Regions from separate parts of the Mus musculus genome. Here region 1 is linked to region 2. A link is a contact called in public Hi-C data. All regions are on one chromosome and are shown on one strand. Each heading gives the region's core, a stretch centred on a gene start, on an enhancer-like site or on the middle of the called end of the contact. The rest is flanking DNA. Distances are from core to core; before and after follow the strand shown.

Region 1 (4,643 bases), core at 1,816-4,315, 250 kb before region 2:
TCCTAGAACTCATTCACTAGACCAGGCTGGCCTCAAACTCATAGAGATCCACCTGCCTCTGCTCCCTAAGTACTGGAATTAATCAGAGGTATGCTCTACCACCACCCAGCTTTAGTACTTCTTTAAAAGGGTCACTAGAATGCTTAACGTAAAGAAGCAGAGGCTAAGAGTCTTCATTGGAGGAACCATTTCTATGATGGTTATGTGGTGTTCCTATCTTTCCTAGTACACAGATAAACAAAAACCTACCCATTTGATTCTATGTCTTCTGTGGCCTATTTCTCCCCAGCCTGATATTCCAGGGCCAAGCTTTAAGGGTTTGTTTGTTGTTTTTTTTTAATTTATGCATCTATGATTATGTATCTGTGGGCACATTCTGCCTTTGGGGAAAAGGATGAAATTTCTGGCAACAGTGTGTCTGGTAGAAACATGTAGAATTTATCTCTGGTACAGAGGAAGCCATAATAAAAGGTCTTCCATCAGAGTTTTTGGTCTTCTTTGTTTAGATTGTTTCCTAGCTCTCAGAGATGTCAGCAATGATAGGACCCACATTGTAAGCATCACGGGAGTCTGTGAACTGGATCCACGTGGTGTTGTTTTGAAGGATGGATTAAGATTGAAGAGCAGGGCAGTGGTGGTGCTCACCGTTGATCCCAGCACTCAGGAGGCAGAGGTATTGGACCTCTGTGTGTTGGAGGCCAGCATGGTCTACAGAGTGAGTTCCAGGCCAGCCAGGGTTTCACGCAGAGGAACCGTGTCTTGAATTACCACCCCCCCCCAAAAAAAAACAGGTAAAAAAAGGAGGATAAATTATCATGTTTGTCACATGATCGTATCATGGCAACTCAAAGACACTAAATATTCCTTCCACTGGCTGGTCTCTCCAGAACCATAGAGAGAGGATCACTTGTAGAGTACAGTCTTCAAACTAGAATGTATCAGTCAGTCAGTCAGTCAGTTGGAAAATTGTGGACAGGCAGACTGTGGTGTCCTACCTGTAAAACTTCCCATCCAGGAGGTCTGTGGCCAGTTGGATATATTTGCATTTCTTGTAGGTTCTTCGATGCTGCTGTTGTTACAGCATCAGTAGCTACACTATGTGGGTCTTGTGCTTTATGATATATAAGATGCTTTCTTGTTCCAATCCCTCTTTAGCATCATAGACCGTGGTGACCTTATGGTAGGCGTTTTGCACATGAAAAAACCATCTTAGGAAGACCGACTGCTACAGTTCTCATAGCAGTTAGGAGTTAGGGGTAGCCTGAAGCCTAAAGCCCCGAGCTCGTTCTATTCTGCTTAGGTTTAAGTGGTGCCATTGCAGAGTTCTCGAATGTCAACCAAATGTGGCCAAAACCTCGATCTGATTCTGGGTCTTGGGTGCAACAGTCACCTTGTCGTCCGAGTGATAATAATTATGGTATTTTGAAGATTTATGAAGAAACTTTGACAAAGTATTAAGGGGCTGGAGGAGATGTTTCCAAACAGAAAGCTGTGTGGATGACAAAGGAAAGAGCCAGGAAAGGAAGCCAGTAAGAGCCTGCTGTGAGGGAGGGAAGTGCACAGGGAGACAGGCTGTGGGCGTGTTCTGAGAGTCCCAACATCGAGTCCACCTTGCTCAGGCCTTTCCACTCATGGAACAAAATGGCCATGGCTTTTTTTTTTTTTTTTTTTTTTTTTTTTTTGCCATTTAGTTGTCATTAAGAGTCTATCTAGTATGCTTGTGTAGAAGGCAATTTGTAAACCCATCTTATCCACTCTGGAATTCTCAGCTATTTGCTGTTTAAGTAGCCTCAACCATTGGGGGAGAAAGGCTTTTGATCCCAGTCCCTTTCAGCTCCATGTGTTCCTTGTATTTATCACAATGGAACACTAACAAATATTTATCCACTTTCATAGATGTGTTGACAATGAAGTCTACCACGTGTGTCTCCCTGTCTTGGAGATTCTTTTGCTTAATACATGATTGACTGAGATGTCTTCAGTGTACTATAAACACATATTAAAAATAGCAACCTGAGAAATGCAGGAACTGAATAGAAAGGTCCATATTTCAGGGTGTGAACCTGAAATGCCAACCTGGTCATTAGAGCATGAAACACATAGTCTTTACTGAATTATCTAATTTTTTGTAACAGTTCTTCAAAATAAATGGTTGTTTTAGACACATATAAAATATTTTAAGACTGGAACTTTTAAAAATTTCTGTGTATGTTTATATAAAATCTGGTTAGTTTATCAACTTTTCAAGCCTGCAGTCCAATTCCATTTTTTAACATCCATTTTTTTTTCCATCCTAGTCATGAAGTATTTTCAGACTACATCTCTCTCTCTCTCTCTCTCTCTCTCTCTCTCTCTCTCTCACACACACACACACACACACACACACACACACACACGTTCCCACACTGGCTGAGTACTCCCTGCTTTGTTAGTCAGACGGATTGCAGAAGTTTGCATTTAAGGTCTTTCTTTCCTTCTTTCTCTCTCTCTCTCTCTCTCTCTCTCTCTCTCTCTCTCTCTCTCTCTCTCTCTTTCTTTCTACTCCTTAACTCTTCCTTGACATGTATTTATTTATTTGTGAGTGTGTACATGTGGTGTGTGCATGTGTGCACATGTATACATTTGTGTGCATATGTGTGTGCATGCACGTGTGTTTTTGTGTGCACAAAGGTCTTTGTGTGTACGTGTGTGCATGTGCACATTCATGTGTAGGTGTGGGTGCATGCATGCTCATGTGTGTGTGTGTTTGTGTGTAGGTCAGGGGACAACTTGGAGAAATCTGCTTTCTCTCTCATGTGAGTTCTGGAGATTGTACTCAGGTTGTCAGTGATGCTGGCAAGGACCTTTTCCAGATGACATGTCACCTTCCACAGGCCAGCTGCAGGTATCATTGCAGAAACACCATCAACCTCCTTTGAGGCATGGTCTTCCCCTCTGGTTGAAACTCCCAAAATAGACTAGACTAGCTGGCCAGAAAAACCCTTGGGGTTGTCTCTGCTTCCTCCCTGCTGAGATTGCAAGCACGTGCTACCATGTCTAGCTTTTAAACTGTGAGATCTGAAGGCAGACTCAGGGCTTGTGCGGTTAAGGGAAGAGCTATACCGGAAGTGCTGTACCGACTAAGCCATCCCCTCATCCCTGACTTCCACATTTTACAGATTTTCTGTGAATATATATTACCCTTTGAAGGTATTTTTTTTCTTTACTTTAGATCAAATGTGGTAGGCAGGCAATTTACCACTGGGCCGCAGTCCTCAGCTTATTAAACTTTGAAGGCTGGTCTTGAACTCACGATCCATGTGTCTCCAGTCTTGAGCAGCCAGGCTTACTGACCAATGTGTATCTCAAGTCTGGCTTATGCTATCACTCATTTGTAAGGGTTTTGCTTGTAAGAAAAAAATGAAGGAAATGAAAACTGTTTTTACTTTTTTGAGATGGGACCTCATGCTACCAGATAGACCTTGAACTTGTAAGTCCCCTGCCTCAGCCTTTGGAGTAGCTGTGATGAAAGGCCTGTGTGGCTATGCCCAGCTGTGGAGAGTCTTGATATCCCAGCGATTTTCTACTCAATGCTACCTTTTAAATATTTTAATTTAAAAGTTAAAAAAAAAAGCTTACGCTAGTATCAATGATTTTTTATTCAGATTTATTTATTTATTTATTTAATATCAGGAAAGCTGGGTCTACATATATAGCAACACTGCATCTGAGAGATACTGGTGACATTTAAACTTTGGTTTTATGTTGTGAACTGAGTATTTAAACAACTGCTCTGAAGAAGCAAAAAGGAAACTATAATGTTTGAACTATAAAATTTCTGACGTGTGTTTACTCTCTGGCACTCTGTAACAACTTCCTGTCCTTATAAACTCACCCTTTCGCTTGACTGGGTACAGATTGGTGTTATTTTCCCAGTGGATGACTGTCCCAGTGTTATTTCCAGTAGCTGGTCTGTGCTGTTAACTTGGACTTGGCTGTGCTTTAGTGGTGTTGCCTGGGTTCATATGTCTTCACATGTATAGGTGGGCGAACGCTTATCTTACTCTGATCTACGGTATCTGCTTGGGGCATTATTGGCATTACTTGTTGAATCCTAAATGCTAAAACATGTGCTGGGTATCAAAATAGAACAATATACAAACCCAATTTCGGTGCACTGATTTTGGACTACGTTGAAGGACAGAATGCTGTTATTTTAAAGGGGAGACCCATTACAGTACAGTGATGATACCTTGATTGGGAAGTGGTGTGCTAAAGCAGGGGTTAGGAGCCAAGATCAGGCAAAGAAAGACACCTTTTAAATGACCCCTTCCTCCACCTTTCTTTCTTTAAGTGGGTCTACTTAAGCTAAACACCCAGGTTACATGTTTCAACTTCACGTGTGTGCCAGAGGCTGCACACTTTTTACAACTAATCAATACAATTATCCTTGGTGTGTGTGTGTGTTTCTTTGTTCTTTTGGAGGAAGGCAGGGTCTCAGTATGGAGTTGAGGCTGGACTATAGTGTATCCTAATCCTCCTGTCTCACTCTCCACATGTGATTGATTACAGACACCTAATCTCATTATGTCTGGGCTTGCTCCAGTTTTTAAGCTGAGGAAACAGAGGCCCTAAGAGGTGAGTGATCCCCCTCCCCCCAAACA
Region 2 (4,651 bases), core at 675-3,174:
TGTGGGTTGCCACAAGCTCATTAACCACCACATCTTCACCAACCTTATCCTGGTCTTCATCATGCTGAGCAGCGCTGCCCTGGCTGCAGAGGACCCCATCCGTAGCCACTCATTCCGCAACACGGTAAGCCTCTGAGAGAGGAGATGAGGGTGGGACCACCCTGGGGGTCAGCCCCAGCCTGCCTGTGTCAGGCACCATCCAGACAGCAGGCCCAAGTGTGGGAGGCTTGGACTAGAGCTTCCTGTGCTCGCTGTGTGTGGTGCCAGGGGTTGCTTTCTCTGGACGAAGTGAGTGGAGATGCTCGATTACAAAGAAGCCTCTATAATATTGCTCGTGTCTTCAGGGACTTCTTCATTCCTTTCTTCTTACTATGGGGTTTCCCGTTCCTTACTAGAGGCACACTGATAGCTCATTAGAGTCCTAAGGGGAGGAGATAAACTTGAAACCACCCTGAGTAGGTTCAGGAACTCTGACCTTGGCTAGTGAAAGCCCTCTCTTATGTGAATTTACCTAAAGCTGCGCAGCTACCCCACTGGTGAGAGACACAGATCAGGGAGAAGACGTGAGACCAAGTTGAAAGGGGCAACAGGCGGTAGTTACATCTTTGATTATTCACCCAGCGTCATAGCTTAAGGATACACTTCTCATTCAATTTTCCCTATCAGGCTGCCCAGAGCCTTTAAAAACCAATTCCCCTTCTCCCCCAAAAATGTAAAATTCAAAGGAAGCTAATGCTGGAGAAGTCAGTGTATTTGTTGCTATTGTTGGATTTGATTTTGTCTCCCAATGGAGCTATTTTGAGTATGAATATGTTGCAAAAGATCACCAATATCTGAGACTATTAATGATACTATGTTATACTTGCAGATAGGAACACGTTGTCCCCTGAAAGTCTCCACCCAGCAGCTGACTCAGATACAGACATCCACAGCAAAACAGGGATAGGGCTTGGCACTGATGTATCTGTGTTAGAAGATACTTGTTTCTACATTAGTCTTTGCTTCAGGATCTCTTCCCTAGCAGTTCATCTAACTCAGCACTGAGCAAAGGCCAAAGACTCGTTCAGACAGCCATGGGCCCGTTGGCCATCGCATCTGGATCTTGAAAGGCAGTGTCTGATGCTGCCGAGGTACTGCCCGGGAGAGGCAGCATAAGCACAGCCTACCTCTTATGCCAGCAGCTCAGTGCCAGGCTTTGTCTCAGTAACCACGCCTTCACGTTATAGCTCCCCATTCCAGTTCCTGGCAAACCTATTGGTGATGAAAGGATGCTCTCAGGAGAATACGGAAGGGACATTTCCCAGTGGCTCAGGGAGCATCCCTATAAAGATGAAGGCAGTGAGCCTGCCTCAGGCCATCCTCACAGACTCAGCTTTGATTTGAGATCCCCCAAGCCATCTTCATTTAGCATTTAAACGGAGTGGACACACACCCCTCTGTCCTTGAGCTCCATCATAAAAATGGAGCACAGGGCAGGAGGGTGTTTAGAGACTAATCATGATGTCACAGGGCAGGGGCTAGTGCAGGTTAAGTGTGTCATCGTCTCTTTCCCAGTATTCAGTTCCTTGGTTTTCCTTGTCTTTCGGGTGTGTGCTGCTGTTATAACACTACAGAGTTTCATTTTAGCAATAGCTGAGTTTCTAGTGACAAGGGGAGTAGAGGCCACATGAAGAAAGTACTTAAGTCTAAGAACTGGGATTGGCCCCTGGGTACCACATTAGTGTGGCTGCCAGGTACTTTCAGTGTGGGAAGAGAGGATGAGGGAAAGGTGGGGGCAGGGGGCTGATAGTTGACTAGAAAATACACAGTTAGGCAAAGCTGCTCTAGCATTGCCTAGTAGTGCAGAAATGGGAAGTTTGGGACAGGGTTACCTCTGAGGAGAGCTCCCCTACTTCCATGGAAGAGACGCACAGCTCCCCCTTCTGTGGAGGAGAGGTATTGCATGCTCCAGCGGTGACTCCTATAAAGGAGATAACAAAGCCCTCAGACTCTGGACTACACCCACCAACCTCTTTGCCTGTGACTGGCTTTGTGGCCTGAGCAGATGTCCCTGCCCTAGGCCAAATGGTCTCTACAGTCCTTCCAACACCAATATCTTCAGTTCTTTCAAAACCATAGATGGGCTGCTAAGACAGGTCAGTAGCAAAGGGCACTTGTCACCATGCCTGGCCACCTGAGATCACTTCCCGGGACTCAGATGGTAGAAGAAAAGAACTGATAGCTAAAAGTTGTCCTCTGACCTTTATACATATACTGTGGCATATGCATGTGTCACAGACAATAGGTAGATAGATAGACAGACAGATGCAATAAAGCCACAGCACACATATCCATGAGATCAGCACCCAGGACAAGCTTGTGTACTGGCAGTTTTGCCTGATATCTTTCCAGTTGAGAGTCATGGGGTCCTCAGCACACTATGAGTAAGCTTGTTGCGGTGGTTGGACTTCTTGTTCCTGGCCCACTTGCCCTGATTCTGAGTCTTAGTGGCTCTAAAAAAAATCAAGAACCTTGCGTCAGGAGCTCAGAAGATTTTATAGATAATAGGTGACATTTTCAGGAATGCCAATAGAGCAGCCTATACTAAAAATTGGAATGCTACGTCAGTATAGTCTTTGCATGGACCCAGAAAGGCCAGAGTCAGCCTTGAAAGAAAGCAGAGTTTACAGAGCGTGGCAGGAGGAAGACACTAAGTACAAATCATGGTCACAGACTGAGCCATCCCAGCATATGTGGGTGGGTTCAGGACATTACTTGATGATTACATTGTCCGGGGTGGACAGGAACACGTGAAATTTTCTGACTTCATTTGATGCAATTAGCATTTTTACTTATGCTTTTTATAATTAAAAACAGTAGCCATATGGTGCTGGGAATAGATCCCCGGGGCCTTGTGCTTGGTTGGCACCCTTGACTCCTTCACTGACATTGTATTTCTTCACCAATATGAGGCACAGCTAGATAGCAGAGCATTTCATTCAAGTTCAAAACTGCCAAAGGTGTGTGAGTCTCATTTATCAGGTGCTACAACCCACTGGGAGCCCATGCAGAGGGAAGTTTATTAACACAAGACTTTCAGAAACAAGTCCCTTTGGGTCACAATAGGAGCCTGGGAAGCCAGTCAGCCGAAGTGGGTAAAGGAAGCCAGGCTCCCCAACATTCCTTGGTGGTTGCAAAGACGAGCTATGGGTGGGCGAGAGGGGTCCTTCTGAGTGTCTCAGCCTTCCCATGGGAGCAGCAGGTTGTCCTGCCTGGAGAAGGGCCTCTGGACAGAAGCTGGCGGTTCTGCTCTTGGGCATGAATCTGGCATCCTTGGGCTGACTGCTGTGTGTTGTGCCTTGCAGATACTGGGCTACTTTGACTATGCCTTCACAGCCATCTTTACGGTTGAAATCCTGTTAAAGGTAATACATTTCTCCTTGACCCTCCTCTATGCAGCCACAGCAGTAATGGTTGCGTTCTTTGCCTCCCTTCCAGATACTAGGTTATGCGGACTACGTCTTCACGGGTACTTTTGCTTTTGAGATCATTTTAAAGGTAACAGGCCGGCCAGCTCCTCTGACCTCGGCCCCTCCTGTGCTTCAAGCACAGGAGAGATGCGTGAAGTGCTTTGAGCTTTTTTTTTTTCTTCTGTGATCAAGCTGAACTTTTTTAAACTATAGGATTTTTTTTTCACCTGTGGCCATTCCAACGTGTTTTTGCAGTTTTTCTTTAACTTTGAGTGCATGTAGAAGCTATGTTGGCTTCACATTCTAGTTGGAATTGCATTTTGTTCTTTAAAAAAAAAAATCCTCTGAATTTGGTTCACTAATAATGGATATAGCACTCTGTGTGAACGTCCTTCTCCCCTTCCTGACATCAGAGTGAGAAGAAAAGCACCTGTGAGGTGGCAGGAGACACTGTCCCCTTGCTCCTGGGACTACATGGTGGCTTCTGTGTCCTTGAATAGTAACTCACTACTCTCTTGCAATGGGTCTTGCAAGCTATGCTGGGTCTACTTGTGTGGAGATGTTCTGTGTCTCTTTCAATGGGACGGGCTTACATTTGCACAGAGCAAAGGTGTATCTGAATGAACTGCCCGTGCATGGCCTACCAGGTGGTGTCACTGCGTGTGTTGTGTCCCGACTGTGAGTACCCCATGGGGGAGTTCCTTCCTGAGACACAGCAGAGGTCTAGGAGCCTCCAGAAGCTAAGCCTTCAGATGCTGTTGTTACAGCCAACTCCTTATGAGGAGAAGCTGGGAAATGAAGTTACTACAGTTGCCTTTGAAGTATTTTGAGGTTTATGTGTGTGCATCTAAAACAAGTTCTTTATGTTGGGCAACTAGGGACTGGGCTCCTCACAAAAGCTTCCACTGACAAAACCCCAATTAAGGAACACAGGGAGTTGCCCTGTTGTGGCACTGATGTTGCCAATGCGTTCAAAACCACCCTTTCCAAATATGTTCAAATCTTATAAAAGTTAGGGTTTTCTTGCCTAACTGTAGGTCAGTGGGTTTGGTTTTCGTTTCCTCTACACTGGGGCTGAGCAGAGCAGTGGCCAAGGCTTACGTGGTAAAAAAACCAGCACAAAATGCGCCAAGTCCCTGCTCCAGGTTCTTGGTTTTTGCCATTTGCTGCCTCTCCCTCAAGCTGAATTAGGGAATGTGTTC

Evidence for each region. A called contact is a pair of places that touch in the nucleus more often than the background predicts.
Region 1: a Hi-C map of bone marrow-derived macrophages shows a contact between it and region 2, with 19 read pairs. The contact joins two enhancer-like sites. A contact is called at or near these places in 1 of 39 promoter capture datasets (macrophages), 1 of 484 Hi-C or Micro-C datasets (bone marrow-derived macrophages), 5 of 115 datasets of contacts at active chromatin or transcription factors (astrocytes, embryonic stem cells, extraembryonic endoderm stem cells and 2 more) and 3 of 9 other capture datasets (adipose tissue, macrophages and pancreatic islet).

The regions. Positions count from the first base shown.
Region 1 is chr14:30,360,938-30,365,580 of GRCm38.p6, reverse strand. It overlaps a transcript of Cacna1d not described here. Among named protein-coding and RNA genes, the nearest start is that of Cacna1d, 9.8 kb to the right of the region's middle. Within about 2 kb of position 3,065, at least 26 of the 459 cell types and tissues checked have an H3K27ac peak or open chromatin away from gene starts, as enhancers often do. A contact at or near this core is called in bone marrow-derived macrophages, where this site is marked.
Region 2 is chr14:30,106,539-30,111,189 of GRCm38.p6, reverse strand. It overlaps Cacna1d (calcium channel, voltage-dependent, L type, alpha 1D subunit), which reads left to right. Exons shown (of 47, transcript NM_001083616.2): 20 at 1-124; 21 at 3,345-3,404. Among named protein-coding and RNA genes, the nearest start is that of Gm52106, 36 kb to the right of the region's middle. Within about 2 kb of position 1,924, at least 6 of the 459 cell types and tissues checked have an H3K27ac peak or open chromatin away from gene starts, as enhancers often do. A contact at or near this core is called in bone marrow-derived macrophages, where this site is marked.